Linked DNA regions of Mus musculus: regions 2, 3, 4 and 5 are each linked to region 1. A link is a contact called in public promoter capture Hi-C data. All regions are on one chromosome and are shown on one strand. Each heading gives the region's core, a stretch centred on a gene start, on an enhancer-like site or on the middle of the called end of the contact. The rest is flanking DNA. Distances are from core to core; before and after follow the strand shown.

What was found. Promoter capture Hi-C pulls out the DNA fragments that hold promoters and counts their contacts.
Region 2: a promoter capture Hi-C map of embryonic stem cells shows a contact between it and region 1, with 4 times the contacts expected there. The contact joins two enhancer-like sites. A contact is called at or near these places in 3 of 39 promoter capture datasets (the C10 cell line, embryonic stem cells and stem cell-derived epiblast-like cells), 1 of 484 Hi-C or Micro-C datasets (bone marrow-derived macrophages) and 3 of 115 datasets of contacts at active chromatin or transcription factors (CD8 T cells, effector CD8 T cells and microglia).
Region 3: a contact with region 1 is called in a promoter capture Hi-C map of liver. The contact joins the promoter of Akap13 here to the enhancer-like site in region 1. A contact is called at or near these places in 7 of 39 promoter capture datasets (3T3-L1-derived adipocytes, the C10 cell line, the HPC-7 cell line and 3 more), 1 of 15 datasets of contacts at CTCF or cohesin (the NIH/3T3 cell line), 2 of 484 Hi-C or Micro-C datasets (B cells and peritoneal macrophages), 6 of 115 datasets of contacts at active chromatin or transcription factors (the 230-238 cell line, CD8 T cells, bone marrow-derived macrophages and 3 more) and 2 of 9 other capture datasets (adipose tissue and liver).
Region 4: a promoter capture Hi-C map of liver shows a contact between it and region 1, with 2.3 times the contacts expected there. The contact joins two enhancer-like sites. A contact is called at or near these places in 7 of 39 promoter capture datasets (3T3-L1-derived adipocytes, the C10 cell line, cranial neural crest and 3 more), 1 of 484 Hi-C or Micro-C datasets (nephron progenitors) and 3 of 115 datasets of contacts at active chromatin or transcription factors (effector CD8 T cells, large pre-B cells and regulatory T cells).
Region 5: a promoter capture Hi-C map of liver shows a contact between it and region 1, with 1.9 times the contacts expected there. The contact joins two enhancer-like sites. A contact is called at or near these places in 10 of 39 promoter capture datasets (the C10 cell line, the HPC-7 cell line, cranial neural crest and 6 more) and 1 of 115 datasets of contacts at active chromatin or transcription factors (memory CD8 T cells).

The regions. Positions count from the first base shown.
Region 1 is chr7:75,666,316-75,672,383 of GRCm38.p6, reverse strand. It overlaps Akap13 (A kinase (PRKA) anchor protein 13), which reads right to left. Exons shown (of 37, transcript NM_029332.1): 10 at 5,736-5,872. Among named protein-coding and RNA genes, the nearest start is that of AU020206, 110 kb to the left of the region's middle. Within about 2 kb of position 2,698, at least 106 of the 459 cell types and tissues checked have an H3K27ac peak or open chromatin away from gene starts, as enhancers often do. A contact at or near this core is called in the 230-238 cell line, CD8 T cells, adipose tissue and 7 more, where this site is marked.
Region 2 is chr7:75,896,346-75,902,413 of GRCm38.p6, reverse strand. No RefSeq gene overlaps it. Among named protein-coding and RNA genes, the nearest start is that of Klhl25, 51 kb to the right of the region's middle. Within about 2 kb of position 3,218, at least 29 of the 459 cell types and tissues checked have an H3K27ac peak or open chromatin away from gene starts, as enhancers often do. A contact at or near this core is called in bone marrow-derived macrophages and microglia, where this site is marked.
Region 3 is chr7:75,453,376-75,459,443 of GRCm38.p6, reverse strand. It overlaps Akap13 (A kinase (PRKA) anchor protein 13), which reads right to left and starts at 3,910. Exons shown (of 37, transcript NM_029332.1): 1 at 3,696-3,910.
Region 4 is chr7:75,478,648-75,484,715 of GRCm38.p6, reverse strand. All of the region lies in intron 1 of Akap13 (A kinase (PRKA) anchor protein 13), which reads right to left. Among named protein-coding and RNA genes, the nearest start is that of Akap13, 26 kb to the right of the region's middle. Within about 2 kb of position 3,740, at least 25 of the 459 cell types and tissues checked have an H3K27ac peak or open chromatin away from gene starts, as enhancers often do. A contact at or near this core is called in liver and regulatory T cells, where this site is marked.
Region 5 is chr7:75,504,575-75,510,642 of GRCm38.p6, reverse strand. The region is part of intron 1 of Akap13 (A kinase (PRKA) anchor protein 13); the gene reads right to left. Among named protein-coding and RNA genes, the nearest start is that of Akap13, 52 kb to the right of the region's middle. Within about 2 kb of position 3,757, at least 8 of the 459 cell types and tissues checked have an H3K27ac peak or open chromatin away from gene starts, as enhancers often do.

The DNA of each region.
Region 1 (6,068 bases), core at 1,449-3,948:
AACAAAACACCTATGGAAGGAGTTACAGAGACAAAGTATGGAGCTGTGACGAAAGGATGGACCATCTAGAGACTGCCATATCCGGGGATCCATCCCATAATCAGCTTCCAAATGCTGACACCATTGCATACACTAGCAAGATTTTGCTGAAAGGACCCAGATATAGCTGTCTCTTGTGAGACTATGCTAGGGCCTAGCAAACACAGAAGTGGATGCTCACAGTCAGCTATTGGATGGATCACAGGGTCCCTAATGGAGGAGCTAGAGAAAGTACCCAAGGAGCTGAAGGGATCTGCAATCCTATAGGTGGAACAACAATATGATACCAGTACCCCCCCCCCCCTCGGAGCTCGTGTCTCTAGCTGTATATGTAGCAGAAGATAGCCTAGTCGGCCATCAGTGGAAAGAGAGGCCCATTGGTCGTGCAAACTTTATATGCCTCAGTACAGGGGAATGCCAGGGCCAAGAAGTGGGAGTGGGTGGGTAGGGGAGTGGGGGGGAGGGGAGGGTATGGGGGACTTTTGGGGTAGAATTGGAAATGTAAATGAAGAAAATACCTAATTAAAATAAAATTAAAAATGTATTGGTTTAATAAAAATATTGAATGCCAAAAGAAAAAAAGAAATATAATACTGAGAGATGTCTTAATCTTGAAAATAAAAGCCCCAAATTACAAATCTTTAAAGCAAAACATGAAGACAGGGAGCAGAGAAGCAACTGGGAAGGACACACAAAGCAGTAAGCTGAGTAAGAATCTATTAAATTATACTTCATCAAATTAGAAATCTTAGCTAACCAAGACATTTTTACATAAATGAATAGGCAAATGGTATAAGAGAAGGTGTTTGCAAATCATGGATCTAATAAAGGAACAGTATCCAGGATATATATCATCCACTCCTCGGTAGCAACAAATAACCCAATTATTTTAATGGGCAAAGATATGAACAGATGCTCTATACAGGAAGACACACGAGTTGCCAATGGACAAGTGAAAATCTGTTTAATATCACTAGTTGTCAGGAAATACAAATCAAAACCATAATGAGATAATACTGCATGGATACCAGAAACAGTAACAGTGGAAACAACTGTTTGTTACTAAGGATGTAGAATAACTGAGATTCTCATACATCACTAGTGAGAATACGAGAGAGAGAGAGAGAGAGAGAGAGAGAGAGAGAGAGAGAGAGAGAGAGAGAGAGACACACGGCCAGTCTGTGAGACAGCTTGTCTCTTGGATGACTACAAATTCCAAACCTCACTCCCAGGGCTGTAAAGGAGAAACACTATTCTTCAGATTTATATGCCATCTATGTGACATTATATATGCCATTTATATGAGAATCTCAATCAGAGAAAAATCTTTGATGGGGAATATTTTTTGTTCCTTCTGATGGGTTGGTCATTGAGAAGGGATGCCTTGTAAAGAGACTTTCCATGGTTATACTTATATAGCCTATGTGTTCATGCAGCTCCAGGTTACAAAGGTAGTGGGTGTGTTTATCAAAAACGACCAAGCTAGGTGGTGGTGGTGCGCGTGGTTAATTTGAGCACTCGGAAGGTAGAAGAAGGCAGATTTTGAGGTCAGCCTTGTCTACAGAACAAGTTCCAGAACAGTCTGGTCTACCCAGAAAAACCCTGCCTTAAAAAGCCGACTGACTAACCAACCAACCAACCAACCATCAACCAAAGCCAGACAGTGGCAGTGCATGCCTTTAATTCCAGCACTTCTAGCAACTAGAGGCGGAGGAAGCAGGTGAATCTCTGTGAGTTCTAAGACAGACTTGTCTACAGAGCAGATTCTAGTATAGGCTACACAAAATGGCTCTGTCTTGAAAAACCAGAAACAAATGAATTTTTAGGGTTTATATACACAAGTTATACATATATTTATATATAGTGTGTCTCCCTCAAATTCATCAACCTTAGAAGAATACTGATTCTAAGAATTTACACCTGTGTACGGAAATATCTGTAATTTGTTTTGAAATCTATCATCAAGTTTAGGAAGATGGGGTAAAGAGAACACACTTATGTAGTAAGTAAACATAATAAAAATGATGGCGGCTGGAAGATAAATGGATGGGTGCTCTGTGCAAAATTCAACAGTCCTTTTTTTTTTCCTGTACTTTTATAACAGTATTTAGGGGGAAATACCTGTTTAGTTCTCTTAGAAAGTTATACTATCTATATCTGTATCTATAGAAAGATAAACACTATATTGCTAAACACAACAAAGACAAAACTACCACAAATTTTATACAGTTACTATAGCTAAAGGAATCATGTTTAATACTGCCAATAAATAGCCTTTCATTTATTCAGCTAGTATTTATTATTTATATTATACATAAGACATACTACTGCCTTGAAAAACAACTAATATTTTAAACACTCACGACATGCCCCAAGTCATGTTATGTTTTTATGTATTCTACCTAAGAATCTTAAGTCCTGAATCAGTTATTATTTTATGATTACATACTTTCTTTCTCAGATAGTTCCAAAAAGAATTGCAGGATTTCATCTCAGTTTAAAAACAAAGTATAAATTTATGCTGCTGATCTAAAAATGACCCTAGGAACAGGCAAATATTTGTAAGAATAAACATAAAGCCCTCAACACTCACCAAAGAGTCACATTTCCCAGGAGGCTCGTGTTGTTACTGAGACCTCGGAAGGGCTAAAGATAAATCCATGGCTACAGGAAGTGAGCTAACGCACCACTCACAGTTCACAGGAAAGCATGTGGCAATGGCTCGCCTAAAGATTCCCTCCAAACCCCAGAAGACTGAAAGAGAAGAACTTAAGGCCCTGGGAAGACACCAAGTAACTGACGCTGCACAGCACACACTGTAAGAATGACTTTAGGAAAGCAGAATCGAGGGTCTGTCTACCAGCTGGTTTTTAGAGCCATGCTGAAGAAACTGAAAGTAAAGCAACAAGATAGGGAAGAGATGTTAAGAGTCAGGCCTCGATGCAAATCTTAGTTTTTCTCAGTCACTCAGTTATTTTACACAAAATTGTTTACCAGTTGTCTTAGGGTTTCTATTGCTTTGATAGAATATCATGACCGAAAGGAACTTGGGGAGAAAAGACTTTATTTTACTCTATATCTGTATGACAGTCCAACACTGAGAGAAGTCAAGGTGGGAACTCAAAACAGGGCAGGGACCCAGAGACAGGAGCAGATACAGAGGCCATGGAAGAGGCCTACAGGCTCTGCTCAACACGGCTTGCTCAGACTGCCTTCTTACACCAAGGATTGCCAGCCCAGGAGTGGCCCCACCTACAGTGAGCTGGGCCCTACCCCATCAATCACCAATCAAGAAAATGAAGAATTGTCTTAGCCACTCTGGAACCCTTCTATCCCATCCCTCCCCCCCCCTTTCCTCTAAGAGGGCGCTCCCCCACTCCCACCCTGGAAAAATATGGAACACTTCACAAATCCTTCTGCAGGGGCCATGCTAATCTTCTCTATTCAAATGACTCTAGTCTGGATCAAGTTGACATAAAAGTAGCCAGCACACCAATCAAAACCTCTGTTACTTGTATGGTATGAGGGACAAAAAAAAAAAAAAAATCTGGTTGCTGGACTTATGAAATGAGATAAACATATATAGAAATATTCAGGTGAATGAGTGACTTGTCAATATTATTAAGTAGGCTTTAATTTTATCAACACTAGGAAACTCAGTTATTCCAAGGACTCTTGGTCATCCCCACCCCCACCCTGACCTGGTCCCAGGCCATCTGGACATTCCCACGCACTCATGAGGAGGTGAAAGTTCATTCACCCTGCCTGGCTTTTCTCTAAAGCACTGAAGAGTTTACAATGTAGGTGGAAGTTTGTCTGAGTTACAGGCTTCAGCTTTAAAAACAGTTGTTGTCTATTCTCCCTGGGAAAAAATGTGCAGTATCTAGCAAAGGTCCTTTTTATAAATTTTCTTCTGCACAGAGAGGGTGTAATACCAGTAACAAACTGTTCACATGCTATATATCTAAGAGATAGGCAAGCAAGTATTTCCTGAAGGAAAATTATTCAACTTAAAAAACAGAAGTTAAGCTGGAGAGACGGCTCAGCAGTTAGTTAAGAATGTCTGTTGCTCTTCCTAAGAACCTAAGTCCATTTCTCAGAATGAATGTTGGTAGCTTATACAATATGTAATGCCAGCTCTAAGGGACTCAACGCCTGCTTCTGCCTCCATGCGCACCCCCAGACACATACTTAAACATAAAAATAAATCTAAAAAATCTTTTTACTATTAGTTAGACAAGCACACATAATTGCTTGATAATTTTAAAACTATTTATTATGCAGCTCCAGGCATTATGAGCTAACTTTAGGGCTAGAATCTTTAACCTGACTTCTCCATGAGCAGTGAGGCCCATATCCCTCCTAAAAGTGTAATTTAAAAAATGCATTTGTGATGGGTTTAGGAACAGAAGGAAGGGAAAGAGCGAGGAAGGCAGGCAGGTAAAACAAAAAAAACATTGGTTTTTCTCTTCCTATATAGCTTTAAAGGCAAATCTTCCCTTCTTCAATCCTGTGAGACTTGGCTGAATTTCTACATCCAGCTCACAGTCCTTCTACCCTAGCCTCCTGAGTGCTGGGTCACAGGCATGTGACACCGTGCATAGCCAGCAAGTGACAAGACAGAAATCCCAAGGTTTCGCCATAATCTTTCCAAGGTCCTTCAGAAGACTGCCAAAGGAAGAGGGCAGAGAGCGTTAGAAAGGGGCAAATGGAAGATGGGCGCTGAGGGACAAAGCAAGAATTCTTGAATATTATGATAATATTTCTATACCATATCAGTTAAGACACGGGAGTAACACACTCACTGGTTTGGATAGCTGAATCACCCACTAACAAAGCTGCTCTCAGCATGGCTTCAAAGTTATGAAACAAGCAAGGCACTTCTTCATAGCTGCTACCACAGCTTTGCCCCTTTGGTCCTTACTATTAGGAAAAGCACTTGTGGCATGTAACTGAGTACAGTATGACCTGCCCTCCGTGCTGTGGGGAAGGCATCTGCTGAAAACAGAAACAAACCCAAGCTCCCAACCTCCATCTTCCCTAGCTCTTCACTAGAGAAAAAGGTCAAGTTCTCTACCATAGACCTAGAAAGTCCCAATTAAGCAGTCTGGAAGAAAGATGACGTCATCAGGCTTAGCTGTAAGTTTCAGGCATCCACACATTAATCAGAATGACTCTATGGTTAGTTTATGTATATGACATCATATGGTCTGAGCTGTGGTCCTTTCCTAACCACTGAAGGGTGTTCACTGTCATCTGACTTAGCTCATTCTAAAGGAACTCCCACGCCTTTTGACTTTAATGCAAGCTTAAACTCATGTAACCAGCTATGATTTTTCAGAAAATAAATCTAATAAATGTGGCCAATGCCCTTTTTTAAGCCCTGGCAATACTGACTTCCCGTCTTTAAACGGAACACTTGTGTGCCTCTGTGAGTGATCTAGCTAGGTTGTCTGTTGCAGCTTAGAAAGAGAACAGAGGAACAAAGCAAAAAAGTAGGTAAGGCAAAATAAGGCCCCTGAAGTCACTCTGAAGTCAGAATACATGGCCTACCTGGATCACAACTCACTAGCTAGAGTCATATATGACATCGAGCCCAAGGGGAAAAAAAAGTCACAGTAAAAGAGGGGTAAAGTGAGGCCAGATCAAACTAGGAGAGTTGCTGGTCAAAGACGAGGAGAAGGTTCATCCAGTACCTTTGGGAAGATGATGCTGTCCATTTCATCACTGGGTGAGTGAAAGAGGTCAGACTCACTCCCTGACACTCTCTGGAGCATGCCTTCTTTTGAGGCACACTCCGTGCCCAGTCCAACATCTATGAAGCTTCTGCATTCTGAAAAAGAACATTTATTTAACCAATAGCTATTTTTTTTTAAAATTTACTTTCTGTTTCATACCAATATTCAGTCATTTTTTTATTGTTCACCTACCTCTTTGCTTTTCCAGCCTTTCTTCCATTTTAGATATTTACAAAGTTAAATGGTCTAATGAGGAGCTTTTAGGTATATTAACTGATATAGTTATTTTTT
Region 2 (6,068 bases), core at 1,969-4,468, 230 kb before region 1:
ATGAAGATTGAGTTGTAGGGACTATTTGAGCTGCCTAAGAAGTGGATGTCCTGTTTCACAATGAATTGGGCCTTTTAATACATGGAAATGAGGCCAGCTAGGCTCCAAAGAGGCTGTGGAAGGGAAGATGGGCTCTGTCCAAGATCTTCTGAGCATGACAGAAAAAAAATAAACCACTTCCTTAGTTTCCTATGGAATTCAATCCACTTTATGCAACAGGCTGGTTGCTTCCTTTTAGTCTTCCCCCTTGATCTAGGATCTAGCCTTCTGCACCCTACCCTGGACAGGCTGGAGACTGATCCATACAGACTACAGCCTATGACAAGAGTCTCTCTTTGATGTTTTCGGTTCTAGGATGATGACAATTGCCATATTGCCAGCTCTGCATGTTTCCACATCTTTAGTTTGTTCCTTGAAGTCTTATCCACACCTCTGTTGTTAGACCCGTTATTAAAGTCTTCTCCTTCAGCAGGTGCCCAGACCAACAGCCAAACATTAGAAGGACCCTGCAGAAGATGGAGAAAGAAGAATTGCAAGAGCCAGAGGAATCAAGAATACCAAAAGAACACAGCCTACAGAGTCAAATAACCAGGATTCATAGGGACTCAGAGACTGAATCAAAAATCATGAAACCTGTATGGGTCTGACCTAGGTCCTCATATGTGGTATGGTTGTGTTGGAGGATGTTCTTGTGAAACTCCTAACAGGGAGAGCAGGGGCTGTCTCTGACTCTTCTGCTTGCTTTTGGGACCCTTTCCTCCTACTAACTTACCTCGCCCAGCCTTGATATGAGGACTTGTGACTAGTTTTATTGTAACTCGTCAGGTCATGTTGGGTTGATATCCCTAGGGGGCCTACTCTTTTATAAGGGGGGGTGAGTATGGAGGAGAGGGAAGGTGAGGGGAGCCAGGATACTCTCTACATGCCACCAAAGGAGAAAGGTAAATGCTCTTCAATCTACTATGATGACCTGCCTGCAAGATATGCTTGTGCAATAACGTCACAAAGCTTGTAAGAATAGCCAACCAATATCAATAAAATGGAATCCATGCCCAGTGCTGCTTGGGTGATGGAGATCCTGAAACTCAATAGGCTGGGGACCTAGGGGGAAATCAAATACTACTGCTCTACTAAAGGAGCATAGGGAAGAAATGACTTGTAATGACATTCTGTTATACTCGTAGATCAGTTCCTTGCTCATCCATCATCAGAGATGCTTCCTCCTGCTGCAGATGGCAACAAATACAGAGACCCACAAGCAAACATTATGCAGAGCGTGAGAGACCTTGGAACATTGATCTCTAAATGGACTGTCTCCATCAAATCTCTCCCCTCAAGGCTCAGGGAACCCTATGGAAGAGGAAGATGAAAGAAAGTAAAGGCCAGAGAGGATGGAGGACTCCAGGGACTCAAGACTGTCTAGACACAATAGAATTGGTACACATATGAACTTACAGAGACTGAGGCAGCATGCACGAGACTGCATGGGTCTGCACCAGGTGGGGCCCTAGAGCTGAGAGGAAAAGGGGACACGAGCCACCATGCCTAACCAAGAAGCCATCTTCAGTTGATAAGTACTTGCAAATGAAAAATTAGTTAGGGCATCTCCCTAGGGAAAGCAATCTTAAGGGCAGGCCCCATGCCCATCAGTAGATGGCCAACACAAAACAAACTCAGTGCCATTTTAGGAGGTTCTTTATCTCATCTTGTTGTCAGGGCTTCCCCCACCCCCACCCCCATCTAACAGGTACTTTGCATATATATTATGACTTCTGGTTTGAAGCTTTTATAGGATTCTTGTTAGTGTAATGTGTGTGTTTCTGTGTCTAGGCATTTCTGAAGTTTTTTCTTTGCTTTCTTCTTTTGTGTTTGTTTGGTTGTCTTGTTATTCCAATTTGTTGGTCTGTTATTTATTTTATTGTATTCTGCTTTGTTTTATTATTCCTTAGATGTCTGTTTGTTTTCTATGGAAAGACAGAAAGGGGGTAGATATGGATGGGGAGGGAGGTAAGGAGGGACTGGAAGAAGAGGGAGGGGTCACTGTAATCAGAACATATTATATAAAAAATCGATTTTAAATTTCTTTTTAATCTTTCAGGTCGTCTGAATGAATTCTTGTATTTCCCAGATGAACTCGGTTTCCTGCCTAGACCCTAATACATGTGGGATGGATGGGAGCATCTTTCCCTTTGACTACAGAGATGGGGCAAGAGTGGGTGGAGAAACAGTGACATTTGAGGGAGCATGAAGTAGGCAAGAAAGAGGAAGTGCTCCTTCTGTTGGCTTGTGTTTTCTTTAGGAAGAAAGATAAAATTAGAGATTAAAGTGGAAGATAGACAGTGACATTTTGAAATCACCAGTAAGAATGAAAGTCATCTCGGTACATTTTTTTAATTGAAGATAAAATAAAAATAAAGTAAAAAATAATAATAATAATTAAAGGCTGAAGTCATGGAAGGGCACCACTCTGAACTTTCACCTGATTCCCCTCCTCCTTTGTGTTGAGCCACTGAGTCAGGTCCTCTGCACCTCAGGGCCTTTGCTCTGTGCACTTAGGAACCAGTAAACAGAAGAACAAAGAAGGTGGTTGCCCAAGCACTATGAGCTCAAGAGCTGAATAAGGCACCCTGTGTCCCTAAGAGAGGAACTGGTCACATTCCCACTGACCGTGAACAAGCAGCGTGAAGGGACCTCACATTCTTATCTCACACCTCGGAACACTGTGCCAGCGAGAGGTGCCAGAGGGGAGCTGACGACTCATAACTAATGAAAGGTCAAGGAACTGAGTGTGTAATCCACAGGCCGTAAACTCCCTTTTTTGATCACTTGAGACAGTGTGGCAATGTGGTACAAAAGGTTCTTCCACGACTTTCCATTTGGATGATCGTTGACATTCACTGGGTCTTTGTTTGCTCCTGAACAAAAGGAGAAGAATCGACCTTATCAATCTGAACAAAGCTCTTGGCCCTGAGCTCCAGAAAGGAGCTCTATAAAGGCCGCTTTATTGAAGGTTTGTTTTGATATGACCTTCAAGGACCTGTACAGTACCAAAGTGTCCGGATGGAAAAGCAGTGCAAACACCACTTACAGGACTTTGGCCACTGTGATATCAATTGTGTGCGTATGTTTAAGTATCCCCTGAACCTGGGGGTCATACGTCACAGCTATTGCAAATGACTCAAAGTCAAGCTTCTAAAGGGCACGGGAGACAAGTGCTGCTTAGACACTAATGCCCTGCAGTGACAAAGAATCAACTACAAGGCAAATGGGAGATAATGCATCTGTAACAGAAGATTCTGAGAGCTGAACAGCTGGGCTCATTCTCTTGGGAATCACCTTGCACACACCATGGGAAAACTCCAAAGCTTTCTGCAGAAGAAACTATATCTATATAGCTCTTGGCCTGAAACCCCTGCTCCGTGAGGGTGGAGTGGGGAATGAAAGGCAAGAGAAGAAAGATGAGGCAGAAGTGCAAGGAAATTAGCTTGTATACTCAAGAAGGCTAAAGGAGCAGCAGTAAGGGATGCTGAAGGCCAGGGTGCTGGTCCAAGTTGGTGGACAGTATGCTGATGTCGGTAATAAGTCTCAGTGGGCCTGGGACTTCACCATCTCCTCACCAAGACCATCTGAGAGTCTGACTTCCTTACAATCCAAACAGTCCCCATTGGCCCTCTGCCCTGGACCTGCAGCATTGCAGACTAGTTGTCTTCTCTCATAGTGTAACTCATGTATAATAAATCATCTCTCTCACTATCTCAAATATATATGTTAGCATTCTGTCCAAACTGCACCCCACAGTTACCTGGCAACAGCCAGGTAGGTCTGACCCACTATAAAATGGGCTGCTTGCCCCCTCCTTTCTCTCTTGCCTCTCTCTCTTGCCTCTTGCTCTCTTGATTCCTCTCTCTCCCCATTCCCTTCTCCCCTCTCTCCATGTGGTCATGGCCAGCCTCTACTTCCATACTCTCTCCCTCTCTCTGCCATTCTCTGCCTCTACTACCCTCTTAACTCCCACTCCCCATGCCCTGAATAAACTATTCTATACTATACTGTCATGTGGCTGGTCCCTCAGGGGGAAGGGATGCCTCGGCATGGGCCCACTAAGGCACTCCTTCCCCCGCACCGCACCCCCATAGAACATATTCTTATGCCTCTTTATCTTTTTATAAACACATCAATATCTTTTTTCTTTTTCCCACCATTTTATTTTATTTTTAAATACCACTTTTAATTAATGATTTGAAAGTTTCATACATGTAATTTTATACACAACAGAATTTTCTCAGGTGTAAAACTAAAATAAAATTATGTTATTTCCATGGAAATGGGTGGAACTAGAAAGCAGAATATTATACTATATATTCCGATCATAATCTCCACCACCACCTTCAGCTCCTCCTAGATCCCCCGTCTCTGCTCCACCACCCCCAGATCTTCCCTCTCCATCCTCACTCTCCACTCACCTAACTTCAAGCTTTCTTCTCTCTTCTTTTAAACCATGGAGTTAGTTTGTGTTGGCCAACTACTCGGGAAATTAGGACCCGCCCTGTGGTCCCTACCAAGCATCCCACCATTCTAAACTCTATGAATACTGAACAGGAGATAATCTTTCTACGTATGTTCTTCCATGGTAACACCTTCACATAGTAACTGCGGCATTTGCTCGGGGTGATAGGAGGTTAGCTGGAGAAAGAGAAATTTAGAGGAAAAATAAGGCCAACTGTGATGTTCAGATGCAAGGAACTAGTCTGCTCATTTGCAGTAGATTCACTGATCCACTTCCATGACATCAATCACGGTGACTAGTTTCATTATTAAAACAGCCAAGGCATTGCTCACAGTCAGCTGATGAAGATCTGACATAATTACCAATATTCTTAAAGCACAGAAAAATAAGAAGGTGGCTAGGGCTTGGGGCAGACAAGCACAGCTCTAGGTGAGATAGACCTTGTCATCAACTGTAACCTTCATAGGCTTTACCAAGCTGCACTTACAGTTCGTCAGTTCGGCTGGACATTGGCTAATTCAGCGTGTTCCTTTCATAAATTCTAACATCTAATACTAAGTCTCAACATGATAGATCCCTTTATGAATTGTTAACAGTCTTGTCAGATGCTGAGGGACCAGAAAAAGTCTGAGCTGGGGAATTAGAGGATCAGACCAATTTACCCTCCCCCACCCTATCCCTGCCACCCTTTGTTCCCAAGTCAGACATAAATAAATTATAAGAAATATTCTCTGGGGCTGTGACAGGCAGGCTGGACAGCGTGAATGACTTATTTCAAACCCACTACACTCAGCTTGCACTGAAACCTTGCATACATTCAGCTTGCAAAGCACCAGGTATGTTTGAAAAGGATATGTACTCGAGTCTGGATTCGATGTCCTATAAATTTCTGTGAAATACAGGCAGTTGATAGTGTTCATGATTTCTGTAGCCTTCTTGATATTCCCAGCTAGCTGATATACCAATTACAAAGAAAATGGGGTGGTAAAAAGAAAAAAAAATACTCCAATCTAGGTGTGTGCTTAACTATCTTTCTCTTTAATTTTGTTTACTTCCTGCATTTGGAAGCTGTATCATTAGAAAAGAAGATAGAGGGAAAGAGACAAGAGGAGGAGAGGGATAGTAAGAAATGGGTAAAATGGAAAGGAAGAAAAACAGAAGGGGGAAGGGAAGATGCTGTGGTAAACCCATTTTTTAACTAACAAATATTAATAAAAATGAAAATCGTGATGATTCTTGAACTTTAAAAGATCCAAAAATAACTTTTGAAAAATCTTTCTTCCTTAAGTTTCTTTTGTCAGATATTTTTGTCGTAGCAATGAGAAAAGCAGAGAGGAAGGACAAAGAAGGCATCTAGAAAGTCCAACAGGGCCACTGGCATAGTGACTCTGTGCCACACTGATGTCCCTGTTGAACACTCTGCCTGTGTAGCCAATTCTCATTTGTCTTAATCCAGCTGAGATGACCCCTGGCTCAGATCTATTCACGAAAACATGATGTTCTACACTTGAACTTCAGTGCAAGCCCTCCTAACCCACAGTCGCACTAGGACATGCTGCAA
Region 3 (6,068 bases), core at 2,661-5,160, 210 kb after region 1:
GCAGGCCACACAACACAGGGACAATCACTTCCATGTGGATATCCATCCTTATCAGTATTAACTGTAGCTCAGGACTAACTTTAAGACAAGCAAGCATCAGGTGGCTTGGTCTGGGATGTTTATCCCTACAATCTCAGGTTTGATCAGGTAAACAGTTCTAAAACTTATCTACTCTGTCTGGCACTTTAAACATTCTGAACTAAGTTGGTACAACTGACTTTAGCCACTGCTCCTCTCTGTAAATAGTGGCACTTGAAAAAGCAACTGAGTGGTGTACTCGAGTCTCTGAACTATGTATTCTGCTGACACTCCATCCCGTTCTACCTTGAGCAAACCTGAGAAATGTCATAAAGCCACAAATATTATTTTCAAGACCGAAGTAAAACAAAGGGTACTGACTATAACTCAAGACACTATGGTGGTCTGAATGAGAATGCCCTCATAGGTTCATAGATGTGAATGCTTGCTCATCAGACAGTGGCACTATCTGAAAGGTTAGGGGGTGTGTCCTTATTAGGCAATGGGGCTATATGGAGGGTCAGGGGGTGTGGCTTTTTGTGGAAAGATATGGTCTTATTGGAGGAATTATGTCACTGGGGGTAGGCTCTGAGGTTTCAGAAGCATAAGCCAGACCGAGACGCTCTCTCTCTCTCTCTCTCTCTTTCTGTTGCCTGAGGATCCAGATGTAGAACTTTCAGCTATCTCTCCAGCACCATTTCTGCCTACATGCTGCCATGCTCCCTTCTATGATGGCAATGGACTCAATCTCTGAAACTGTAAGCAAGCTCCAGATAAATGCTTTCCTTCATAAGGGCAGTCATTTTCATAGTGTCTTAAACACTAAGACAGACTCTTGCTAGTACTGAAAACAATCTCTCTCTTGTCATTTCTCACACTATACAGCTGTACAGATTTCATTCCTACCAAGGCACCTGGGATCCCACTCAAAAGAAAGCTAACAGGTGACAAAACGGTATAGCCTCTCTCATCCTTCTGTTCAGAGGACGTCTTTTACATTTATTTGTCTTTAGGGTGGAAGTTAATTCACAAGTGTGAATGTGGAGGTCAGAGGACAAGTTTCAGGAGTTTGTGGGACCTGAACTTGGGTCATCAGGCTTGGTGGCAAGTACCTTTACCCACTGACCCACCTTCTGTTCGGAACCCTCACTTTAAAAACACTTTTTAAAAGCCATGTAAAACCGTACCACAATGATCTTTTTAGCCACCAGGAAGCAGAATATTGGACAGTGTACTAAGTCTCCTAGACCATTTCATGCATTCCTAAGAACATAATATTACTACCCCTTACAAGGAAAGAAGCAAGCTCCAGAGTCAAGTGCAGTGCTCAAGGCTTCAAAACCGTGGAAGGAAAGCTGAGGATCTGAACTCAGATTTACATAACTCCAAACAGGGAATTTCTTCTAAACTATGCTCCCTCCCAATTTCACAATGAAGGACTGGGAAGAGCCATGAATGAATCTGTTCAGTAGCTTAAGAGTCTCAACAGGGAGAGTGTGAGGGATGCATTTCAAAACTGAAAATTTCTTTTTTTTTTTTTTTTTTTAAGTCCAGAGTGTACTCTTTAAATCCCAGTTATTTTCTAGAACAAATCAACAAAAAGAGTTTTTAAAGCTGGGAAAAGTGATACACACGCGTTATCTATCCCTAAGGAAACCAAGGCAAGGAAACCTTGAGCTCAAAGCCAACATACACTACAAGGCAAACCCTACACACACACACACACAGACAGAGAGGGAGAGAGGGAGAGGGGAAGGGGGGAAGGGGGGTGCTAGGCTCTTCATTCCAGCATGCAGGCAGACAGATCTCTGTAACTTTAAGACCAGCCTGAGCTACACAGTAAGACCCTATCTCAAGAGAGAATTAACAAAGTCTCCTAAAAGTAAAGTAAATTTCACCACAGATGTGCAAGCTAATTGTCATTTTGTACAAGGCCCCAGAATTAATGGGTTTCTCCTGTGTACACTATCACTAGCCAGTGAAAATCACCTCACCTAAATCAAACAAAAGCTAAACACCAACTGTGTGGACTTTTCTAGAAAAAAAAAAAAAAAAAAAAAAAAAAACAACACACACACAGAGCATAGCAAAATACCACCCATCACAATCCTTAAGGTGTAAAAAGACTAGAAAAGACCATTTATACTACACATAGTTCCCATTTAGTGAAGCAAATACCCTAGAACAAAAGTATGTGTAGCATGTTACCACAGTCCAGAGAAGGTGTCCTGGCCACCCGATTTTGCAGTATTTGTTTATATTATGTAACTAACCAATAACTCCCAACTTCTGTCCACCTCCTTTGCTCACCACACCCACCCCAGAAAGGAAAATTAAGCACAAAGACTGTGAGTCCTGAATCCCTGTGCCTTCAGAATATTTTTCCTTGGTTTCATCAGGTAAACGAAGCTGGGTTTCATACAAAGAAAAGCCAAAAACAAAACAGAAAACCCCACACACCACTTGTCCATGTTATTCACATAGAAAAAAAAAGCAAAATGCCATGAGCAGTAGCCTTCAAAGAAAAATTTAAGTTTAACAAATGTCAAAGAAATACAACTAAAATTAACATGAAGTGACGGGGGGAGGGGGGTGGGGGGGAGGCATTGTGTTTCAGTATGAATGATAGGGTTCTCTCTTGGGAGCTAAAACTGAATTACCATTACAGCGCAAGTCTAGTCAACGAAATGCAGCGGAATGATTCCCAAGAGATGATGGTGTACAAAGTGACACACTGGTTTATCTCAGAGTCATCTCGACTGATAGGAACTTCTTTACAGACAATGAATGCACGTTCAAGAACTGGAGCGCTCCTCCTGACCCGGGCAATCCAAAAGTTTGGGGGGTGGGGGTTTAAATGAGTAAGTGACTTCGGGAAATCATGAGGGTAGTAACAAAAAACAGACAGACAGACAGACAGACAAAAAGGCACATCACTTTGTAAATCTGCTCAACGCAATGAACTCTCAAAATAACTTCATTATGAAGGGGAAAAGCAAAGACTGAAACACTCAGAGATTGCTCAATCCATTTTCATTGTGAACTCCTGAGTTCACAGTAGAGTCTAGACACTTAGAGTTAGCCAATATTTTCAGCCGAAAGACAGACACTTTCTTAGCGAGAAATAAACTGAGGGTGCGTCTCGCACCCCAGTTAAGTGTCAGCGAGCCTATTTACGAAAAGCAGTGATTCGCTAGTTCTCAAAGTGCTTGCACTAGAGCTCGAGGGGCAGAGGAGTCGAATGCGCCACCGTTCCCGGGGCGCCCACCGCGCCCCCCTCCCCATCTCGGGAGAAAGCCCCCAAAGGTGGCCGGGGCGCGCAGTGTTTACCCGGCTTGACTGCCCCGGGGAGCTGCTCGTTCCCGGAGCCGCACTCTCTGTTCGAGCGGCGCGCCCCACCGAGCAGCCGTCCCTCAGAGGAGAGCCGCAGCCGGCGCCACAGAAGCGGGCAGCAGAGGAACGTGGGTCCGAGGAGGCCGGGATCGGCGGCCGCGCTATCCACCCCTGGCTGCCGATGCTAAGAAGGGTCCGCCACCCGCGTCGCGCCCGCGCGTCCCCGCGTCCCGCAGCTCGCGCGCGCGGCCGAGAGCAGCCGAGGGGGAGGGGCGGCTGCGCGCGCGCCCCCTCCTCAGACGCCCAAACTTCCCTCAACTCCCTCAACTAAGTTGCGCTCTCACCGTGCGGCTCCCCGGGCTCCCCCGCGGGCCGAGCCGGAGCAGCTCCGCGCCTTGGCCGCGGAGAAGGACAATAGGCGGCCGCTCCCTCGGCGGCGGCGGTGACGGCTGGAGCAAGGAGCAAGCACGGCGGTCTCAACCGAGCCCAAGAGCTTAGCAGCAGCAGCTCCGGCTCTGCGACCGCCCTGCACACAGACCTGCCCACCCGCGCATGCGCCGCCTGCGGCCCGGGGTGGGCGGTGCAACGAGCCAAGCCTAAAAGTTTCTATTGGACAATTAGACTACCCATCATGTTCTGTGAGCCCAATAGGAAGGCTTCTTGGCAGTTGGCTCTGGTTGCTAAGGAACGATGAGGTTGACCGCCACTGCTGCCAGGCGGCAAAGTGATCAAAGTCGGGTGGCTGGCAGCAGCTGCTGGGGAAATGCCCACCCACCTTCTCCTATCCGCCCCATCACCGGAAGCCACCCTTCCTCTGTGCGCCTGGTGCTTACCTAAGTCGGAGCACTTACCACACGTTGACGCTAAGACTCAATAGAGTCTTCTTAAGAGTCCAAGGTGGAGCGGCACAAAGTACTCAAGTATGTTGGATGGGTGAAGATTGTCACAGTGACTTTGAGCTATTCGATCACCACAAAATCATTGCCTTTGAGTTGCTATGGACTTCAGAAACCATCTAGTTGCTTCGGAGAAACCAAGTATGGACATGTTCCAATGGTGACCCAAGATACTACATTAATTGGTACAAAAAGAAACTTCTTTTTGATAGTTACATATTGTAATGTGTTATTAAGGGAAAACATGCCTATAATGCCAAACTATTTTGACATGTTATTTTTTCGGTCAATAGAAAGTTGGGGGGGGGGGGAGCCGGGGATTATGAATATTACGCAAGAAATGTGAGGTTTTCTGTGCAGTTTAATATTTATTGTGGTCGAAGTAAGAAAGGTAGTTTCCTAGGAGGAGAAGGGTATTGACTGGGAAGGAACAGAATGGAATCTCTGCGAGTACTGGCCTTGCATTTTTATTTAGGTGATCAAAACATATTAATATGAAAATATTATGTGGCTGTACCCCTAAGATAAATACCCCATTGGGGGACAGTTTCCTTTAAGTATTGGACTCCCTCTGGCCAACCATCTCCCAGTAGATGACCCAGCACCCACACAGCTATGGACAGTACAAGTTGAACACAGTGGATCATAAGTTTTTTTAAAGAGCAGAAGGAGAATAAGAAGTTGAGAGGGATGGGTTGGGAGAATGTGGCCAAAGTATATTATATGAATGAAGAAAATGTTCAAAGAATTATATGAAAAGATTAACTTCATATAATTTCAAAGTCAGTTTAAAAAAAATAGTAATACAAGATATGGACCTGCCAAAAACTGCAAGAATGGAAGTCACTGTCATTTGGGAAGTTTTAATCCAGACAAGGTCACTACCATCATGAAAATATTTAACAGAAAGTATTATCAGTGCCTGGTGATTGTACCAGGCATTTTCTGTTGTTAAATGTCACTTTCCCTTTTTAAAATTATTTTAATTGAAAAGATGCTTCATATAACATGTTTTGATCTTGTTTTCCCACTCTCCAGTTCCTCTCAGATCCTCCCCACCTCCCTACTCATCCAACTTCATGTTTTTTCTTTTCTTCTTCCTTCATAAAACAAAAGCAAAAAGTACGAAACACAAAAATGGAAATCAAACAATCAAATCCAGGATCAAGTCCAAAAAGAAAAAGAAAGCCAAAACACAGCACAATGAAACAAAAAGTCCACAAAAATACCACTGAGTCCATTTTGTGTTGGCCAATAACTGGAACATGAGGCCTGCCCTGAAGTGTGATTGATAAAACCAGTGAGAGTGCATTGGAGAAAACGGATTATCCCTTTGCCAGGGCATATTGATTGTATATATCTTCTTGCTTAGAGGCTGGGAGCCTATGACCCCTTCCTCCCTCTAGATGCTGGGACTCCTGGCTTGAACCTTTGCAAATCTTTTGTGTGCCAACACTGCATGAGTTCATATGCATATCAGTCCTATTGTGTCTGGTAGTCACTGTTTCTTGTAGTCATCCATCACCTCTGTCTCTTACAGTCTTTCTGCCTCCTCTTCCTCACTCCTTCCTGACCCTTGAGGGCAGGGGGTTGGTTAGAAGGTCCCGTCTAGGACTAATGCTCCAATGTCTGTCCCACTCTATATGTTGTGCACTTTTTGGTCTCTATGTTAATTCCCATCCACTACACGAAGCTTCTCTGATGTGGATTGAGCAAGGCCCTTATGAGTATAGCCATATGACACTAAGAATCGTTATATTGCTATGTTCCTTTAGCAGAAGAAGAATAATAGGTTTCCCCTAGACCCAGGACCTATCAAGT
Region 4 (6,068 bases), core at 2,491-4,990, 190 kb after region 1:
TCGAACTCAGAAATCCACCTGCCTCTGCCTTCCAAGTGCTACCGGGCTCTTAAATTTAAACTGCCACCCCTCAATTATGAGACTGTTCACTCACAGGTCAGTGATTCAGCGCTGAGTGGGGTAAGAACACGGTCATAAGGTAAGGGCAATACATGTTCAGTGAAGAACAGTCCCTTTCCTCGAATGGAGCTGAAGACAGACAGCTGCTGGTGCAGAGGACAAGGCAGGTTCTTCTAACCCCATTTTTGACTGCTTCAAGAGACCATGGATTGGTAGTGATGGTAGTGGAGGAGATTGTTTATTTTTGTTTTTCTAGCAGGTGTATCACCCCTTACACATTTCCACAACTACTACTTCGGACATCCAAGATCACAGCAAACCTAACAGTGATTAATAGCCATTGGTTTTTATGTTCTTATTAGCGCAGGTAGTACCATCACTTAAACTCTTTAAACAGAATGTGGCAGACACCCTAACCTTTTTATAGAAGTTCAGAAGGCTGACTTCCAGACACTGTGACAAGCACCTTTCAGCATTCCCAGCTTTAGATATGAGAGCCCATGACTTCACTGAGCCTGTAGCAAAGTAAAGGGTGGAAACAATTGCCATCTTAGTTTGATAAGACGGGAAAAAATGCACATTAAGGAAAACAAACAAAACTCCAGATTTAAGATTGTTGATAGTTATGATCAACAATTGCAATGAGTGGACCAGGGTGTAGTTCCTTAGGAGTGGAAATGAGAAAGTAAGCTATATTCTGTCAATAGTCCCCTGAAAATAGATCCACATGAATACACCAAAGCTTCTAGTGTGCTCTTCTAATTAACCACAAGTGTCTGGTTTTTTATACATGATACTTTTTTTTACTATAATTCAAGATTAATTCAACAACTGTGTCAGCCATGATACTCTCAATTAAAACAAGACTATGGTCAGTCAACTTGTACCTTACTTAAAACCTATACTTTTCTTTATACTTGCATAACTGGTTATCTGGGCCCAAATATAGCTATTCACAATTGCTTCTACTGAGGGTTTTTTAAAATTATTTATTTATTCACTTTACATCCTGAACACAGCCACCACCACCACCTCCCCTCCTTTCTTCACAGCCCTACCCTCACAAATCCTCAGAGAAGGGGAAGCTCCCCTTCGGGACCACACCCTCCTGGGACATCAAGTTGCATGTCTGACTATACTGCACTTACTCTTACCAATCTTAACTCTTTGACCCACAGGTTCCTTCATCAGGAAATTAACAGATGTGACCAGACAACGCCAATGGTTCCACCCAGGTTTGTTTTATTTTTTGTTTTTGTTTCAGTTTTGATACGTTCTCAATATATTGCTCACTCAGACTGCCTCACACTCAAGATCCTCCCTTCCTCTGCTACAGACCTTATATAAAGGATTAAGTATGTTTGCATGTTACTCACACCCCTGTCATTAAACCACTCTTGTCAAGGTTTTGTGGGGTGGGTGGGTAGGGGTGAGGTTCTTTTGGGGTCTCACTTTGCAACCCTGACTAACCTGGGACTCTAGGTAGACTTAGAGTGGCCTCTGTGATGGTTTATATATTCTTGGCCCAGGGAGTGGCACTATTTGGAGGTGTGGTCTGCTGGAATAGGTGTGTCAACTGTGGGTGTGGGTTTTAATACCCTCATCCTAGCTGCCTGGAAGCCAATATTCTGCTAGCAGCTTTCAGATGAAGATGTAGAACTCTCAGCTCCTCCTGAACCATGCCTTCCTGGATGCTGCCATGTTTCCCACCTTGATGATAATGGACTGAACCTCTGAACCTGTAAGCTAGCCCTAATTAAATGTTGTCCTTTTAAGAGTTGCCTTGGTCACAGTATTTGTTCACAGCAGTAAAGCCCTAAGACAGCCTCCAACTCAGATCTGCCTGCCTCTGCCTATAGGAACACTGGGATCAAAGATGTGCACCATAACCCCTGGTTCTCTACCAAATTTTCAGTTGAGACAGAATACTGTAAGCTTCTGAAAACTCCACAGTTCCAGTAACTATTGTCCATATGCTAATGAAAGCAGAGCACTGAAGACAAAGGAAAGTAAAGAGTCTAATTCCTACACGCCAAAATCAGTGTTCAGATGGATTTGTTAGTTTCCTCACTGCTGCAATCAAGTCTCCTGTCAACAAGCAGTTAAGAGGGGAAAGGGCCAATGGTAGTCCACATCTTTAATACTAACATTCTGGAGGCAAAGGAAGGCAGATCTCTCAGTTGCAAGCCAGCTGGGCCACACAATGAGACCATCTTCAAAGCAAACAAAAAGTTGGGAGGGGGTAATTAGTTCAAGTCCAAGGGTGCAGGTCATTATTCAAGGAAGGCATGGGACAGGGGCAACAGGCAGCTGGTCATCTGTGTTGACTATCCTGAACTGGGAGAAAACAGCAGTGTCCCCTCCTTTTCTTCAGACCAAGACCCAAGCTGATGGGATAACAGCACATTTAGACTGGGTCTTCCCTACTCAAACCCTGCCTTACTTAAACCCCTCTAGAAATATTCTCACACTTTCAAAAAGGAATAAAATTCAGAGATGTTTATGAGAGAGAGAGAAGATCCAATCTGAAACATCAGTCACAGTGCAGCATGATTTAAACATCACTTGGTGGCTATTGCCTCTCTATACTTAGGATTATAAAGAATGAAATAGCCGGGCGTGGTGATGCACACCTTTATCGGGAGGCAGAGGCAGGTGGATTTCTGAGTTCGAGGCCAGCCTGGTCTACAACGTGAGTTCCAGGACAGCCAGGGCTATACAGAGAAACCCTGTGGGGGGGGGGGGGGAAGAAATATAAGCTGTGTTTCTAAATAACCATCACACACCATCTTCCACCAAGTTTCTCGGAGTGGCACTGAGAACTACTAAGAGTTTCTTCCGCATTTCTGATATCCCCACTTCTTTTTGTCTAAGATCAAATGTGAAAATGCATCTAAAACAGGTACAACCGGGCCAGTAAGTCCGTGTGTGCACTGTCTCCCAAAGGCCTATATGTCAAAGGGGTTGGTGGCACTATTGGGAGGAAGTAGAACCTACACTAAGGTCCTCACACCACAGGGGCTTGCCTCGGAAAGAGATTAAGACTCAGTCTCTTCCTCTGCTCTTTTCCTTCCAGCAATGTAAGCACATTTGGTTTATAATGATCCAACACCCCAGGGCCAATCCATCATGGGCTATACTTTCCAAAATGGTGAGCCTCTTCATAAATTATCCCAGGTTTTTGCTATGAAGAAAGCATACTCCTCTACGCCCAAAGAATCCATAAAACTATCCATAAGCTATGCTAACTTCACTATTTAAGAGATTCTGCACATACACTTAGATTTTTGCCCATTTTCTTTTAAATGATCTTTGATAGAAAGGCCCAATCATACATTTATAGGAAATGACTAAGTTGCTGTCATCTACCTACCCCCAGAACAAGCACTATTTCTGCCCTTCCACTGCCTACTGGCTAATAATTCAAGGACTCATGCATGCTACGGTAACACTTCACATTTACACCAATTAAAAGAAAAGCCTGTTAGTGGTGATTAAAATGACACAAAACCTTTTTAGACATGTTGATAACATACAGAGTTGTAAAGCACTTAAGAGCTATTCTGGTTAGTTTCTGTCAATTTGACACAAGCTAGATTCACCTGGGAAGAGAGTACAACTAAGAAACTGCCCCCATTAGATTGGACTATGGGCCCTTTGTGGACGTTTTATTAATGATTGACCTGGGAAGGTCTAGTCCATTGTGGGCAGAGCCGCCCTTGGGTGCGTAGTCCTGGGCTGTATAAGCAAGTAAGCTGAGCAAGTCAAGGAAGACAAACCAGTCCAGCAGCGCTCCTCCACAGCCATGCTTCAGTTCTGCCCTGGCTTCACTTGACAACAGACTGAAAGATGGAAGATGAAATAAAGTCTTTCCTCCCAGAGTGCTTTCTGGTCAGTTTTATTTATCACAGCAACGGAAAAGCAAACTAAGACAACAGTCAAGATTGGAAATTTTGTAATGAAACATTTAGCTTGTTCAAGGTCCTTTTAAGTGAGTGAACGCTTACTCCCCAAAGGCAGTCATCCTTCCAAATATCTTCAGAGCCTCTTTTTCAAAGACCTTCAAATAACATGGAACAAGTCATTACTTTGCAGATATGTCTCATTTTCATTTTTTTTATTTGTATAACTATTTTTCAACCTGATGATCAGTTTTTAGCCAATCTTATTTTAAATATCTTTTGTGATATATACAGAATTTTATATATCGCCTACAAGAAAACTTACCATCCTCTACCATCTGATACCAGTTCTCTCAAAAGCCTTACCTTGATTTATACAGAGAAGGAATGAGGATCATTAAGCCCTTCTTACTTTAAGGCCTTTTCCTTTTTAAAAATTGTTTATGTGGATACATGTTTATGTATATGCATGCAGCATCCATGGAGGTCAGAAGGTGGCAACAGAGTCCCTGGAACTCGAGTTAACAGGTGGCTGTGAGCTGACAAGCAGATGCTGGGAAACGAACCTGAGTCCTTTGCAAGAGCTCCCGCTGCTCTTAAGCAATAAGCCAACTCTCCAGGCCCCCCAGGCCCAGCTTCTTAAAACTGTGGGTTAGGCTCCACATGGGATCATGAAACTAAATTGAGGAGGAAGGATTTTGAAAAAGAATAATAATAATTTGGCAGGAGTCTAAAGCTTCTGAACATGCAACAACAACTTTAATTTAAAAACTCAAATGCATAATGAAGCTGAGGCGTTTCTGCGAACACTTATCCATGTTGCATCATTCCTCACTGCGGCCTTCATTATGAAGTGTGTGCTCACTTTGCTGCACTTCATTATGAGCACACAGTGCGTGCACTGCGCTGCACTTCATTATAAGCACACAGTGTGTGTGCACACAGTGTTGCTGTCACACTACCTAACATCAACCAATGGCTGCCTGAGACCTCAGCTCAGATTAGAGATTATTATCTGTTATGATCCTTTGTGTTTTCATACAATACTTTCTGTTCATAAAGAGACATAAACAGCCAGAGCTGCCTCAGCAGGTAAAGGCTGCTGCCGGGAAAGCACAGGGACTTGAGTTCAGTCACTGGAACACACACCAAGATGGAAGGAGAGACAGAGCATGAAGTTGTACTCTGCCCTCCACATGCTCTCCATGACATGCAAAGCACACACACACACACACACACACACACACACACACACACTCAATCATACACTCTCTCACACACAAACAAACTATGCAAACAACAAATGTTTTAAATGAAGCATAACTGCTTAATATTGAAGAACAGAGACTATATATACCTCTGCCATTTTGCATTATATTTATGCAGAGTAGTATTCTCAGCACTGATTATAAAATCAAACCAACAATTAATTTTAAAAATACTGAAGATGCCAAGTCCTGCATTATCAAATATTCAGCCATGATTTTATTGTATACTGTTTGTTTGTTCCATTTCTAAGAAGTGATAAAATAAATTTTATTTAAAAATTAATTTCTTTATGATGTATTTCCTGAAAGTGTTTAATCTGTATGCCTATTTTATATATCTATATATACTCAAGATCATGTAAACGTCTCTGGTAAAAAGGGGTTACAAGTGGGAAAAGCTTAAGAAGCCCTATGTTAGAGGACCAATTAGTTCAGTGCTTTAGGAATATGGAAATATGGGAGGAAGGCAGAGACCTCCCTCATGGAGCAGAGGAAAGGTGTCATTGCTATACCAGATGTTTAACAATACATACAAACTGGAAAATGAACTTTTACTCAGAGGGTCTGATGGAGTGCTTGCCACCAGGTCTACCACTTCAGCTCAATCTCAGGTTCCACGTGGTGGAAGAAGGCCAACTCTCACAGGTTGTCTCTAGGCTCCACATGTACACCCCCCACACAAATACACACAGATAAGTCCAATAGATGGATGGATGGATGGATGGATGGATGGATGGATGGATGGATAAGCAGACAAAATGACTTTAAAAAAAACTGAAAATAGGAATAGGCCTATGAAGTAAAAGCACTCTTTGCCATCCTTTTGGGACCTAAAACT
Region 5 (6,068 bases), core at 2,508-5,007, 160 kb after region 1:
GGGGGGGGGGAGGCCATGGAAGAAGGGAACTCTCAAGGAAGGGGTGACAGGAGAACAATAGTAAGAAAAGGGTTAAAGGTGAATAACAGAACAGGAAGAGTTAGGCTGGGTGAGTGTGCTAGCAGTTAGTAAACTAAGCACCATGATTAAGTCTGGCATTCATACTGACTTCGTTAGAATGTCACAGTTTAACAACAAAAATAACAAAATGTAAGTACTTCATTTATTGGAAATTACCAAATTAAACACTGTATTCAGGTTGCTGGAAGAGTAAAAGGGAAGTACATATCTATAAAGAAGCTCTAAAGAAATTAAAAAGCTCCTAGCATCTTTTTTTTTTACTTCAAAAATTATTCTCCAAAGGAACTCAAAACTGTCATGTGCAAAAGATATATTTGACACAACAAATCATTAGGAGGATTTGATTAGATCAAAAATGATGATTAAAGTAAAAAAAACAGAAATAGATAAAAAGGAAGTTAGTAACAGAAAGGAGACACACAAAGGGACACGCACTCACACATGCACAAGAACTTGCTCATGCACACAAGTGATTTTTAAAATGAAATAGTAACTCAAAAAGAAATCTAAACATAGACAGCAAAGACTGTCCAAAACATTTACAAGGGCAGAAACATTACATAAACCATGAATTCATACATTATGGCACTATGCTAGGTATTAAAGACAGATGAAAATATGCAGTCCCTGCCACTGAAGAACTTAGAACCAAGAGAGTATGGGGCAGAGAGGGAGTGGAGGAAGGGGAGGGGAAGGGAGGGAATGGAGGGAAGGGGGGAGGAGGAGTGGAAGGGGAGAGGGAAAGGGAGGGAGGTGGGAGAAGGGGAGGATGGAGAGGGAGCAAGAACAATTCCGAGCTAGAAGACAATACAATAATTAAGACAGAGCAGAGTATACATACTCTTTGTTTGCTGCCATGGTGACCAAGCACAACAAACTGGTTTAAAACAACAAAAGTCATCTTATCGTTCTATAGATCTGAAATGGAAGGTGACCTAATGGATCATAAACCCAGGTTATCAGAGGACTTCTCCCCTTTCTGCAGCATCTATCACAAAGTATTTATCTGCCTCTCCCTCTCTGCTTACTTCTCCTAGCTTCTGTACAGCACCTACATTTCTTGGCTGTAGCCCCTTTAATCATCTTCAAGGCCAGCAAGTCTAATTTCTCTAACTTCTTCAACTATTCTCTCCTTATCCAGCCCAGGACCAGATCCAACCCCTGGATAATCCAAAACAGCCTCCCCATTTCAAGGTCCTTAACTGTCACCTTCTCTGCACCTTCCCTCAGACCATGCTAAGTAAGGTAGTTCTAAGTATAAGATCATGGACATTGGCTGTGGCAAGGGAGAGAGTGTGGGTATTCTGTTATCTAAAGTATCGTAAAAGGCCCAATGATTGAAGCAAATAAAGTGTGTCAGCATATGGGTGACAGGGCTCATGACGACAGCATCACACAAATTAACTTCAGCTGCTTAAGAACTGATTACAATGTTGGTTAAAATGGTGGGCAAGCTATGTGGGAGACACTGCACTCGGCAGACAGAAAGACTGCATGTGCCAATGCTTATGTACATAAAGTCCCATAGAAAATCTCAGAAACACCGCTAGGAGTTTTGTTAGCACAGAACTGGTGAGTATGAGGGACAGACAGGTTCAGAAAGGGAAAAGAGTAACAGTTTACTGGTGAGGAGTCTAGGCTTCTTGAACTCTAGGTACAATAGCCAGCCATCAACAAACAGTCTAAGCAGGACAGCAGCCATGACATGTATGTCCGAGAAAATGATTTCTGCCTGTGATATATGGTAATGGACATAAAAGGACAAGCTTGTGACTAGAAGCTGGGAGGTACTACTGAAACTATCTCAGTAAATTATAAAAGGCTGTATGCCTAAATATGGCCAGTGCAAACAGGGACAAAGGGGAGGATAAACCTGAAAAGGCTTTGAAAAAGATCAGAGTTAGCACTTGCAGCTTCAAAGGTGAAATCGCAGGCATTTACCAAGCGTTTCACCTTGGTTTAGATTACTGACAGCACTAGAAGGAAGAAAACATTGAGCCAATAACTTGAGATGAATATAGAGTTGATTCTAGGGACGCCACTTTTGAGATGCCTTTGCTATAGTCAAGAATAACAGCTGTTGGCAGTGAAGAAAAGAGAAATGGACACATGGATCTGAAGCTCACAGGAAGTCCATTAGAACACAGGTTCTGACAGCACTAACACATCAGCAATCATCTACACTATCACTCTACAGCCCAGAAAAGCCTAGAACTCTCTAATTCAGGATGGCTCTGGTTTATAAGCCAAGTTCCTGTCCTGTCTCAGTTTCCTGAGTGTTTTGATTAAAGGCATGAGCTGCTAGAACCTGTGACAAGAATTAATTAGAAGGAAGCCAGGAAGGTTGGAGGAACAAGACTGGTTATGATATAAAGCATTAAAGCATTCTGGCAATACAACAACAACAAAAAATGGCTCCCGATGATGATGTAAGTTTTAAACTGTTAAATAATATACAAAAGATTTTAAGGAAAAAAAAATCTAAAGCTGGGCATAGTAGGACATGCCTTTAATCCCAGCACCTGGGAGGCAGAGGCAATCAGATCTCTGTCAGTTCAAAGACAAGTCTGGTCTACATAGTGAGTTCCAGGACATCCAGAAATACATAGTGAGGAACCTTGTCTGAAAAGAAAGGAAAAAAAGGAAAAAGAAAAAGAAAGAAGGGAGGTGGAATTATACAAAATTCTTAAATTTAATAGTTTGGTGAAGAAAGTCTAACAGTCCTGAAAGTGACCAACTATTCAAAATATTCAAGGTAATATAATTCTAGTTAGTACATACAAGATATTCTAAAAATCACAATTTTAAATAGGAATTGTAAGAATGGTATTCAAAATGTTAAAAAGATACTAATCTGTATTTCACTTGGAGAATGCCTAAGATTGCTTTAGTATGTCAATTAAAACTGCAAAAGAGACTTAATAATGTATACAATAATTACACTTAAAGCGACCAGAAGTCTAATGTAGGCATGTATCACTCCATGCTACAAGGTAAAGAAGAAAATAAAAGAGAAAGACTATACTCGATGACTCAAGGTACAATTATGGGTAATTTTATTTTTCCATTTCATGTCATGAAGCTTCCGTGAGTTAAATTCTCCATAATATAATTCTTCATAAATGCTCCAAATAAGCATCTATTACTAAAAATCAAGATAAATGAGGGGCTGGCAAGATGGCTCAGTAGTTAAGAGCACTTTCCGCTCTTCTAGAAGACCCAGGTTCAGTTCTCAGGACCCACACCAGGCAGCTCATAGCCATAACTCCAGCTTGAGGGGATCTGATGCCCTCTTTTGTCTTCTGCAGGCACATGTACTCACTCATTCACAACTCCTCTCCACCATACTCCTCACCACCACCCCGCCAACACACCCGAAATTAAAAAAAATCAAGAAGTGATATATTTGTTAAAGAGATGTTTAGTTTCCTTAAAACTGCTTAAGGCAATTATATGCCTCACCCCGTAAAGGGGTCTTACTTCTAAACAAGACATGTTCCTACTCCTATCTCTTTTCATGGAGCTTTGGCTTAGAAACTTTAAACAAAGCACTTGTTACAATTAAATAATGTCGTCAAACTCAAACTGATCCTCCACCAAGAGATACAGTTCTATAAAAGGAAAAAGGCCATAGCACACCAATAGCCTAAAATAAAAGCAAATCATGTGTTTATTACCAGAAAACAGATGTGTGCAATGGGCCTGAAGCAACAGCTGTGTCCAAGTTCAGTGGCATACAGACCTCTCTGAAGAGTTAAGAGCTACAATCAGACACAAGCCATGGTGGTGGTAAGACGACAGACCTCCATCGACTTCTACAATTCCTCCTCTCTGTACACTGCTGATAGAACAAGCCTATGCCTCCCGAAAGAAAGGCAGTCTGCTAAGGTAACTACTGTTGGTTTCCTCTGCCTTTATTTTTATAAGGTTCTTCCAGGCCAATTTTATTGCTTTATATTTACTGGTTTGTCTGTTCATTTTTGAGACAGTGTCACTGTGTATGTAGTCCAGGCTGGCCTGCAAGTCAGAGAGATTCTCCTTCCTCTTGCTGTCTGCCTCCCAAGCCCCAGACATGCAACCAAGTCCAGCATTCTTCACAGTTCTTACTTTCCAAAGCACTTGGCACAATAGCACAGTAAACAGGCCACAGCCCAGCACACTCAGGATCCTGAGGCAAGAGGATTACTGCGAGTTCAAACTCCTACTTCAAAAAGAAAAAGAAAAGAAAAGAATAAACTACCACAAAGAAGAATAAACTCATTTTGGAGATAAACACACCTAAATTAGAACCTCATGTATATTTTCAAAAGCTAATAAAAATAAAAAATGCAGACATATAAGGTAAGGGATTATTTCTTTAACCTTTCTAAGCATCAGATGCCCAGACAACAGAAGAGGGATCACATGATCACGTCCTTGTTGTCATGGAGGAGAAAACAAGAAACTGTTACCAGAATGCCCAGTGTCTAACACACAATGATACACACAATGACAGGTTTTTATTGTTAGTTCTCAGTGGGCTGTGGAATAGAATCTGCAGATTCATAACCACATGGACATTTATAAGCTCAACAAGAACTCAGATTAATAATTTAGCATAAGTTGAGGAGGTTCATAGTGGAGAAGAAAGCTGCCAATATGAGCTGTACACTGGAACTAAGAGCAGTGGTTATGCACTGTAGGTCCTTATGGGTATCCCAATAAAGGAGTGGCTAGGGTTAGTTTTTAATCACCAACAGTCTATTAACTGTCATTTCCAATCCAACACAGTAAGCTTACATAAAATGCCAACTGCATACATCCAAGCAACTAAACGGATTGCACACCTCTGACTTTACTTATGGGATGTATAAATGATGAAAACGTTACCAGCAGATGGTTAGAAAATGTAATGACTCTTTTCTCAATCTGAGTTGACACATGGGGAAGTGATTAGACTCTTCTAGAAAATTAGGAAAACAATGTGAGCCAAGAAGGATATGTTTCCAATCCAGTATTTCCATCTTTAACCCTATAATGCTTTTCACAAGCAATGAAGACTGATTTAACAGTCCTTTCTAAGCTTTATCTAACTAAAATAAAAAGCAAAATGACACTCTCTATAAAGTGACACCAGTCCAGCCAGAGCTACATAATGATGCCCTGTCTAAAGAAAACAACAACAACAACAACAACTATTTAAAGGAGCAATATGAATTGACACCTACAAGAAACAAGTATTCTCTACAAGCAGCAGAAATTTCTTCACCTTAACTCTATCCAATTCTTTTTGGTTTGTTCTGTTTTTGAAACAGGGTTTCTTTATGTAGCTCTGGCTATCCTGGCTCTCACAGAGATCCCCCTGCCTCTGCCAGTGCTGAGATTAACTGTGTGCACCACTTCACCCAGCCTTTGTCCACTTCTTAGGAAGGAATATGCTGAACAATGATTCGAGAAATCTAATGACAGAATGACCAGAACGTGAAGCTCTGTGGGCAGCACTTGCTTACCATGTGCAGGGAGGGCCCCGAGTAGGGGTCCTATCTACTATAAGAAAATAAAATGTAATTAGTGTTGTCAACTTGACAGAATCTACAACTCCCTGGAGGTGGTGGTGGTGGTGGTGGTGGTGGTGGTGGTGGTGGTGGTGGTGGTGGTGAGATACTCTTCAGACAGAGTCCTCACTATGGCTGACACAATTCCCTGGCTAGGCCCTGTACTGTGAAGGAAAAGGAGCTGCAGCAGTAGGCATTCACCCACTCTGCTCCCTGCCTGCCATGGTGGACTGTGAGTCAAATACCCCCTCCCACTGGTTTACGGTTGTCATTGTTTTTTATCACAGGAACAGAAGAAACTAGGGCAGTCAGTAAGACAAAAGGAGGAAACGATATGCAGTTATCTGGCAATACTATTATCTTCAAAAGATAATTCAGTAGTAGAATACTTGCCTATCATACCCAAAGTCCAGGATTTAAAAAAAAAAAAAAGAAAGAAAAGGAAGTAAAAGA